Regions from separate parts of the Arachis hypogaea genome. Here region 2 is linked to region 1. Evidence: chromatin contacts called from public Hi-C data. All regions are on one chromosome and are shown on one strand. The core of a region is the stretch at or near the end of the contact, and the rest is flanking DNA. Distances in the headings are between cores, read along the strand shown. Region 1 overlaps LOC112701777. Region 2 holds the start of LOC112701793.

Region 1 (5,223 bases), core at 1,790-4,289:
TCTTATTTTTTAATGGTTGATCTATATAAATACAATTAATTATTTTACGATTGTAATTTATTTCATATTTGATATTATATAATTGTTAGACAGAGAACTTAGTTAATGAAATGAGCCAATAGTTAGAGAAGGCATAACCTGAAAGAAATAAAACTAAATAAATAAACACAACATCACATACTCCAAAAATATTGATCTTTTGATAAAATTAAAATAAAATAATAAAAAAAAATCGCTGAAAAAATTAACTATATATATATATATATATATATATATATATATATATATATATATATATAAAAGAAGGTGGAATAACCTGAAAATTAGAGAGCATGATGGGAGAATCAAGTAATATAGTGGGATTAATGCTAGGGCATAGTGATGCATGGTGATGCAGAATAAGAAAATGGGGATACAGAAACGAAAAGGGTCGCGGTTTATGCATGTTGGCAATTCACGCATAAACCGCGACACCCTTACAATTTATGTGATGATTTTCCTCCAATGTAATCCGCAACACCCCAATAACAAATTACGTTCATTTGTAAACCGCGATATCCCGATTTATATAATTTATGAAAAAAATACATTTTTGTATCAACTTTTTAAAATGTGTATTCTGGTAATTTTGCGGGCCAATTTATTTAATTCAGTAAATTGCCCTTAATAATTTGTAACGTATTTACAAATTGTTAATATAATGACAAATTGTTAAATACACTATAAATTGTTTATTTTGATAATTAAAATAATTAAATTATTTATTTTAAAAAAATTCCTAAAAACATTTGAATGGGCCTAATTATCCATGAAAATACCTCCTTGTCATTGTCACAGACTTGGGTGGTCTAAAATAGGAGGAAAGTTCATCTATTGACAATAAGTGAGAGCTATATGAGTAGGTTGAGGCCTCCACCCCCATAGGGTTATGGAGTGATTCAAAACATGTTCCTCTCTCCATTTAATTGATTTCTGACGTGAGAGCACTGCACAAACATGCATTCATGCTTAGATTGATTTCTTTTGTGGGCGCGTGATGTGTCCTTAATTACCACTGCTACTAAACTATTCACTCTGGAATGCCCACATAAGCCAAAACTATAGTACCATAGATTCTTACTACTCATTAATTATTTCACTAGCTTTTTTAATTTTGGAGTATATACTCTGATGGAATAGTTAATTGACTGGCTACATTTTAGGCGGCACTCATTGAAGTTTCTAGCACCACCTAAAACCTTCCTTCTATATAGTACGACATAGTATGTACATAGTACCAACCAGTAGTTAACACTATTGTTTTAACAAAGGTGAAATGGTTTTATAATATCTAAATTACAAAAATAATAATTCAAAATTATTATATTTAAATTAATATTTATAATTTTATATACGTAATATTTATAATTATATATTTTTTTAATAATAATTAATAAATACAAACAAAAACTAAAAAAAGGACAAATTATAGTTATCTTTAACAGTTTAATTAACCTCCAAATTTTTGTCTCTAAACATTTTTCTATAAATAACTGTGACCCTCTTCTTCTTTTCATCAGCTTTATTATTATTGCCACTAGTTATACTGTTATAGTAGTAGCTGAGGAGTAGTTGACAAATTAAGAGGCGTACTTTTTTAGTGTCTAACAAAGCAAAAGGCTGTTACATATGTACAAATTGTCTAGGCATTTAGTAGGGAAAATTAAATAATAAAATAATAATAAGTATTTTATGTATATCTTTTTAATATTAAAAAATGATTAATGAGAAAAACTATTTTTATATCATAAAAAATATTTTTCTTTAATTAAATAGCCATGTTTTAAGAAAATTACAAACAGTGAGCACCACCATTAGTTCACATAAGAAGTGAAACAAAAGCTATAGATTTAAAAAGTGTGGAGTAATAGCTTGTCACTTTCATTGTCACTTGGATATTGGAATAGCAATGCAAGTTGCATATAGTGCACACGTGAGGAAGTGAAACAAAATGGACCAGGCACGACTCAACCGTGGCCATGCATATGCTTGTATTGAGTTTTGGAGTTTTTTTTAATAGTTTTAAATATATTTTTTTATTTTTTTTATGTTTTGAAAAATAACATACAAAACTTAATAAAAATTATCTAAAATAATATAAAAAAATTCTAAAACCTAACAAAAAAAATTCAAAATCGTTAAAAAGAACATTCAAAATTATAAAAAATATCTAAAATTTCTAAAATTTAAACATCTAAAATCTAAAGGTATTGTTTATTTTTATTTACTTTTTAATGTACATTTCTAGAAAAAATATCTGAAACCTCTAAACTTTAAACATCCAAAAGTTAGGCATAAAAAATTATCCAAAATGATGTATTCGTTTTTAATAGTTTGTTTTTATTTATTTTTAATTGTACATTCCTAAAAAATATTTGAAATCTCTAAAATTTAAATATATGAAATCCAGGAATAAGAAATATCTAAAATTATGTTTCTTGTTAATAGTTTACTTTTATTTACTTTTAATTGTACATCCTCAAAAAAATATTCGAAACTTTTAAAATTTAAACATTTGAAATACAGGTATAAGAAATATTCGAAAGCAAAGCGGCTTTTTTTTTATCATAATTAGAAGAGTTTTTATTGTGTTTAAATTTTAGAATTTTTATTATTAGGTTTTGAAAATTCTTGTACAATGATTTTAGATGCTTTTTATTTTTATTATATTTTGGATGTTTTTTCAATTGATTTTGGATAATTTTTTTGGTTTATTTAGAGCTCAACTAATAATTGGTTATTGTTTGTTGATAGTCCAATTGATAACCTAGCATGATTGTATATTAAAATGGAGCAGGAAAAGGTTGAGGAGTATTATCCGAATTCCAAATGGATTGAATAAGATGTATCGAATTGCATGATGGAGTTTATTGCTAGGAATGAACGGACAAAGGGCCTAGGGGGTGGACAATTATGTCCATGAACCAACACAGCACAAGCCCACATGGCTCATGGATATGGACCGCTTCAAGATCATAACATTTCAACCACCAAACAAAACATTATTAGCAGCATCATTTCTGCATGCATGCAAGCGTTGTGGGCAGTGGGCACACTTCATTCCTCGTTCCACAAGTGTGTGGTCATAGTAAGAACTAAGAAGCAAATTAAAATAAAGGTTTTTCAATCGAATAATTATTAATTAATATTACTATAACTTCATTTCAGTGTGTGATTATAGTAAGAAACGAGCAATGTATATTATTTTTGGTTGTGCATGCTGTATGTGGTTTTTCACTCACAAGTCACAAAGTCAAAAGTGAATGTTCTTTTATTGTGCAATATGTATAAGAAAACTTGAAATTGTGTGTTGACAATATTGGATTAAGAGGCCAAATTAAAATCACATGAAGAGAGACGCGACAACGTAACAATGAAGAAGCACTGATTTTCGATCTGTTTCTTTTATTTGATGTAATGGGTTAGGTGAATTTGGAAGTAGCAAACCCATTCATGTATGTGCAATGCAAATTGCATATACTGATTCTGGGCCTGAACGTGAGGTTCAGACTTTTTTTGAGGCTGCGTTGTTCTTACGTCGATGTGCTGCCGGCCGAGTATTTTTCGTGAGAAGGTGGGGGTGGTACCTGCGATGCTTAAGTAAGGATTTTTGACAGGTCTTAGTAGATTAGAATATAAATTATACTTGAGAGGTGTCAATGTATTTATAATAGAATTGATAACTACCAAGGATAATTTCATCTTTATTGATGGATAACTATTTTTTTTTTTTTATCTTAGGAGTATATTGGAATTTATCTTTTTGAAAATATGAGAATAATAAGAGATTCACGGGACTAGTTAGTAATTACTTGCTTCAGCAAATAGAGCTAGTTTCTTTCGCTGGCATTTGACATCTCCAAGGAGGTCGGGTATGGGTTGGATATCCTCTCCTTGGTTTAAGCTTTTTATTCTTACTGGGTTGACTTTTATCAATTTGAGCCCGTGTATGAACACTGCCTCAAATGCTTTGTCTCTACTCTCTAACATCCGCGTCTTTGGGATCCTTAATCATTCCTTTAATTTTATCCAGCTATTCTTAAGTTTAGATTCTATTGCTCCCAGTGTGTTTAGACTTTAGAAAAAAAGAAACCCTTACTTTATCAGTTAATCCATTGGCTTCTAATATAATTTATCCTTACAAGACATTTGAAATTACCAAATATCGGTCAATTTAGTTTCTTAATTTAATTTTAGAGACCATGCGGATATAGATGAATGATTTTGTAATGTCTAAGTTCAAATTAACAATTAGAAATATAAAATCACATTAAAAACATTAAAGAGGGAGCCTAACCATTTTGATATATAAATAATAATCATCTTATTTTGATAAAATTATTTACTTTATTTTTTTAGTTAGTAATGTCTGTTTGCCAACTTGCCAAAATGCCAAGTAACATGAGAACTACTTAGTTTTTACCCCCTTTTGGGTGAGAAGATAATAATACTTTTAGAGGATTCAAAATCTTGAAAGTGAAATAAATGGAGCGTTGAACTCCTCGTGAAGACCTAGACAACACGACTGTTGTTTCTGAAAATTCGGGTCATTAAGAATACACAGAATACTTTACATGGCAGACCCGGTATTAAATGCAGCTAAGCACGTCACATTTGTTTATTAGATGCATCCCAGACTATTGTCTTGCGTGAATCATGTTAACAAGGACATGGCAAAGATTTTTGAATATTGAAAGTTATATTTAATTAACATGTTAATTCCTTTAAAGTTCGTTTTGTTCGCAAGTGCAAATTAGTGAATTACCAAACGATGCGCTTTGACACGAAGCCGAAGGTGCAAGGGGAATTAACAGGTGTCTTATTTATGTTAACACCGTATTTAACCAAATTAGGGAAATACACAATATTCATGTATGACTAAAGAAAATTGATAGATAAGTTATTTACAGAACTTCGTCATCTAGCTGGTTATAGAAAGAACCGTCATCAATGGGCATGGATGGTGGGGTTCCAGGCGGTATACAAGCTTCACCGTTCTCGCCGGCACATATGCAGAGAGCCTCGGCATCCCTGAGGGTTGCATCGAGGTCAATTTGACCGCTAAGCTCATTTATAAACTTGAGAAGGTTGTCGAAGTCCATTCCTTCCCACATTATCTTATTACGGTGTTGTTTCAAGAGAGCCACACAGACATAAAGGTGCAGATGCTCAGATGGATAGTGT
Region 2 (5,223 bases), core at 2,033-4,532, 34 kb before region 1:
AGAGATAAAATACTATAGAGCAAACAATAATAGTAATTAATAATTAAAGAGTATATCAAATTTTGGACCATGCTACCATCTTAGCCAAATCTTGACCACAAATATCAATATATTAATTCTCATGCTCATCATAGTTTGGTAAAATTTTTAATTTAAAAAATAACTTATAAAAATTAATTTTTTAGAAGTTATAATATCTATATTTGATAAATTAATTTAAAAATATTTTTTAATAAATACAAATAATAATAAATATATTTAATAAAATAATTTTTAAAATTAAAAAATATTATAATAAAAATTAATATAAGAATTAAATTTAGACATTAATCAACCGTTAGAGGGAAGGGAGCAATGACCCCTCAAAATTAATAATTTATATGTATAAGTCTCTAATTTTTTAGTTTGGTCTCTTTTTAATTTTTAATTTTTCTCTCTTCTTAACTTATATTTTTTATGTTGGTCCCTCTCAAAAAAATTTTTAACTCCGCCCCAGTTATTCAATATATGAAATTATATTAGATTTTTTAATTTTGATAAATACAAGCTAATTTAAAAAAAAAAACTCTCCTTTAGGTACTTTAAAAAATGTCATAATTTTTAAAAAATGCAAATATAAGTACATGAATTCTTTAATTTACCAAATACAAAACAAAATGCATAAGCATCTATTCCAAAAATCTTACCAATCTCAATGGAGACATCAAACTTAAATCTCATAATTTACATTCCCGGGTTCAAGTCTCGATGGAGACAGTGGATTAAGAACCCTCAGATAGAGTGTGTTAAAATGTGTGTGTGTGAGTTGTATGAAAAAAAAAAAAAAAAAACAAAGTAATGGTAACTACCCACACTTTAGGGATGTTCTAACCGCGAGTGTTGAACAAGTGGTTATGGTACTATCCCACACATACCACCTAGCTATGACATAATTTATTACCAACAACTTTAATTAATTAGAAATTAAATCCTTATTCCATTCACGTAATTTGTGACTAAGAATTAATGCACACGCAGTTATAGAAATGAAAATTGTTAAAAAGTTTAATTAGAACTAGAAATATACATTGTTGTTACATTAACCTAGCATGATCTAATTAATTAACATTGTTACCCTAAGGTGGAGTTTGTGTTTCTCTCAAGCAACCTCCAGGAAGAAGGAACTTAAAGTTATGAGCATTCTGAATCAAGTAAGCAGGAAGATGAACTGCAAAAGCAGAAGGGGGAATGGACCCCATCTTCTTGATGATGTCCTTGAAGGTGTACTCTTCAGGGAGCATGTCAAAGAGATCATCACCCCTGCAAATTATGTCCTGAATTCTTGAATGGCTAAGGAACGATTTGTACCTCACACGATCTGCGTGGCTATATGCAGTCATCTTGAACACAAATTCCCACATTTTCCGGAAGCAGAAGCTACAGTGCCACCCTGCATCTGCCAACATAAGGTCAGTCTGCCGCGAGTGCCGGTACTGAGTGTGCTGCGAGTACACATGTGCCGTCGCTCGCCAGCTGCTGTAGTCCACCGGGAACTCGTACGAGTACATGTAGTGCTTAAGCTCAAGGTGCATCAATGGAGGGATTCCATCACACCATTGCAAAAGCTTCAGTGTCTGTGGGCTTGGAATCTCGTCTGTATCAGCCATTATAAGAATGTCTCCATTGGATATCCCTGCTCGCCGGATCAACGAATTCATGGCCGCGCGTTGTCTTCCCTCCAGCAGAAATGGGTCCTCATATGATCCTTGCACTGCAAGTTTTCCCGGGAAGGTGCCATGGACAGTCTTTTCTTTGGCGAAGGCGAATCTTTCTCTGTTTAATTCAAAGTAATGAGGCTTTGGAATGCCTGTGAATGTGGTGTTGGACTCGAGGATGATGAATTTGGAGACATAAGGTTGAAGCTCGTGCCATCTTATATCAAGCATGTCTAATTCATTGCTGAATATGATAGCATCGAAGACGCGGCGCGGGTGGGATCGAAGGGACCAACCGTGGAGATGGCAGAGGTGATCCATGGTTACATTTTCAGCATAGTAGTGAGGTATGCGTGTGAAGGGTTTAGGGGGATTGTCCCATAAGGGTCTGAAGAAATAAGAAATCTTTCTACCATGGAATACAATCCCTAATACACATAATGACACCAATAATGCTAGCAACACACAATAATGGACCCTTTTTACTTTGTATTTAGAACCAGAACTCAATCGATTTTTATTTGCCATTGGATTTGTATGTTCACCTACAAAATAATGCCAACAGCATTCATCAACAACTAATTAATGAAAAATAAAACTGAGCTACAGGAGATAATCTACATAACAAATCATTATAATAGAAACCAAAATAATTAATGAAAAATCGTCCATTTCTATTTTTGTGTACCTAAAATTGGAACAACCTAATGGAGATACATAACAACTATTAAACTACTCAAAATACATTAATTCAGATTTTATCAACAACATCAACAAAATCAATTGTTCCCCTAATAAAGAGGAACAAGAATGAAAACTTACCGACCTATTTAGAAAGAACGAATTTTTTTTCCAGATTCGGGAAGCAAGGTTGAAGTGGGAGAGATGGAACAGAAAGGACCAAAAAGGAGAATGAAAGAGAGTTGAGGGAACCTCCAAGGAATCTTAACAATGGATTCTGTCCCCTCACAGAAACGAACGGATTCACAATAATAAAAAAAAAATTGATAGATATGGCTTTTCGAACTTTGAAAGAGGTATAAGAAAGAGGAAGAAGAAGAAGAGAAACACCGTGAGGGTGAGAGACAAGGTAGCTCTTTCTTTCTCTTTCTCTCTCTGTATCTAGTTAAGTAAAGCATGTTGTTAGCGAGGTTAATGTTACGTTGACAAGTGACAACAACATAATAAGCATGTTAAGCATTCTTAACTACTATGCACTTTCTGAATATGCACCACATGAAGGTGATGACGTGTCACAACGCTAAACGTCGCTTCGGCGGTGAAGCGGCCAGACCCTGCGCCTTCTCCGTCGCGTTAACAATTCATTAATCACTATTTTCTTTGGATCCCTCAACTTCATCTACACTTCATTAAATTACTACTATCTATTATCTAAACTAATTAAATTACCATGAAAGTAATAAAGTAATCATAACCATGCATTTTGTATTCAAATAAAATAGGTAAATTACCTTTTGTACGAAGACCAATCCTGCTGCAAAGTGCAAACTATCAATGCCTGTCTCACTTAATTAAGAAACATTTTGCAACTTCTTCGTATTTCTTCTCTATTCTATAAGAATTACTTATTTTTCTTTGTTGGTGTTTCCTATATATAGAGGGAGTATGCTGTTTATCTTATCTTATTTTAAATTAAATTAAATCATATATATCTGAATTGGGAAATAGATTTAGCTAATCTTATCTTGTTTTAAAATTTAATAAATTTGAAATTCATGGTGGAATAACTAAGTATTTTCAATTATATTATTATTATTATTATTATTATTCTAGTGTTGACAAACAATACAAGAATATATTTGAATTAAAATAATTATTACTTTTTATCAAATTAAATTATATTAAATTAGTTATACTACATTTATTGCATCTTGTATTTCCTTCTTCACTTCTTGACTTCTTTATAGTCCACGCCAATTCAATGTGCAGTAAACTCCATCTTTATTTATTTTAATCATCTTTCCAGAATTAATATATAATATGAAAAATAATTAAGTGTCTTGTTTATTTTTCTTAATATTTAAATATATTATTTTTTTAAAATATTAAAAAGATAAAAAATTCAAAAAAAAATTATTTATAAATTAAAAAAATAATTAAAAAGATGAATTAGAATTCTAAATACTCAACTTCTAATGATTAATCTATCATATTCCTTAGGGTAAACTATAATCAATTCAAATCAACAACTAATAATTAATAAGATCTAAAACAAAATGTGACGGTGCCAACAATTTTTTTTTTTGTTGAACTGGCATTAGTAGATTTTTTTTAAGGCAAAAGAAACACAAAAAAAAAACTAAAATAAAATAGACATATCTAATGTGAACGCGAATCAAATTGGATTGGTTATGGTCAAAATCTCAATTCGATCTGCACTAAAATCATTAGATATAATATCCACATGTTTTAAGAGTAGATCCGATCCGATCTGTACATTTGCGAATCGGTTCGTGTATCGGATATATCCGCAAAATATAAAAAAAAATTTAAAAGCTTATTTTTATTTAAAAAACTTAATAAAGTCCTTTTTTCTATTTTTTTTAAACATGTTTACTCTTAAAATAATATTAAATATACTTTTTTAAAATAATAAAAATAAAATAATACAAAATATATGATAATTATTAGTTAAAATAAAACATAAAAAATTACTTATTTATTTATTTATTTTTGCGAATCCATGGATATGTGGATCGAATATGCGGATACATACAAAAATTTCGCAATCCAATTCTATTAGTGTGCGAATCGGATCTATATCCATAATTTTCGCATTGGATTCGAATAAACACCGCAGATATATGGATCGGATTGGATCCATGAACAGTTGAACACCCATAGACATATCCTTTGCTAAAAACTCAACCAAATCCTACTGGGCAACAACCACTTCATATAAGAAATATTGCAACGCACGGCAGTTTTCGCCATGTAATCTACTGCTGCATTCGCAGTCAGTTGGATTAGAGTCAAATCCACAGTCCAGGATCTGTTACATAGTTTTTGGATCTTGACGGTGAGATTAAGATAAATTCCCGAAGAGTTTTGAACAATAGCATGATACGCATCGATGTAATCCGTCTAACAAATGACCTCTTTAAATCCATAATTTCAAGTCGAACAGAGATCACACAATATGGCAAAAAGCTCACTTCTAACAATATTGACCTCAAGAAAAAATACCTGAACAATCCTTAATCCATTTACGTAAGTGATCTTTATGAATGCACTCAAAATCAACCACATGCCGAAAAATCAAAACACTAGCATCACAATTCAATTTAATCATTGAATTAAGAGGAGAAATTAAAGAAAAGGAAGGAGAATTCGATTTTGCATTCCCATAAAAACAGACATGGCACCAAATTCCTTAGCTACATCTTTAATTAGAAGAATTATCTTAAAAGTATTTCAGGCATCATCATCCTTAAAAACATCATTGTTGCGATCATGCTAAATCCACCAAATTGCCGCGGAAAATAAGCAATTGCTAGCATAAAGGTTA

The links. A called contact is a pair of places that touch in the nucleus more often than the background predicts.
Region 2: a contact with region 1 is called in a Hi-C map of leaf, with 5 times the contacts expected there. The contact joins the promoter of LOC112701793 here to the enhancer-like site in region 1. A contact is called at or near these places in 3 of 8 Hi-C or Micro-C datasets (leaf and an unstated tissue).

Annotation. Positions count from the first base shown.
Region 1 is chr1:98,844,362-98,849,584 of arahy.Tifrunner.gnm2.J5K5, reverse strand. LOC112701777 reads right to left here. Exons shown (of 15, transcript XM_025752537.3): 15 at 4,836-5,223. The coding sequence ends at 4,944. Among protein-coding and RNA genes, the nearest start is that of LOC112701777, 8.0 kb to the right of the region's middle. Within about 2 kb of position 3,039, at least 3 of the 3 cell types and tissues checked have open chromatin away from gene starts, as enhancers often do.
Region 2 is chr1:98,878,313-98,883,535 of arahy.Tifrunner.gnm2.J5K5, reverse strand. It overlaps LOC112701793, which reads right to left and starts at 3,282. Exons shown (of 2, transcript XM_025752569.2): 1 at 3,167-3,282; 2 at 1,018-2,239. The coding sequence starts at 2,222. The coding sequence ends at 1,116.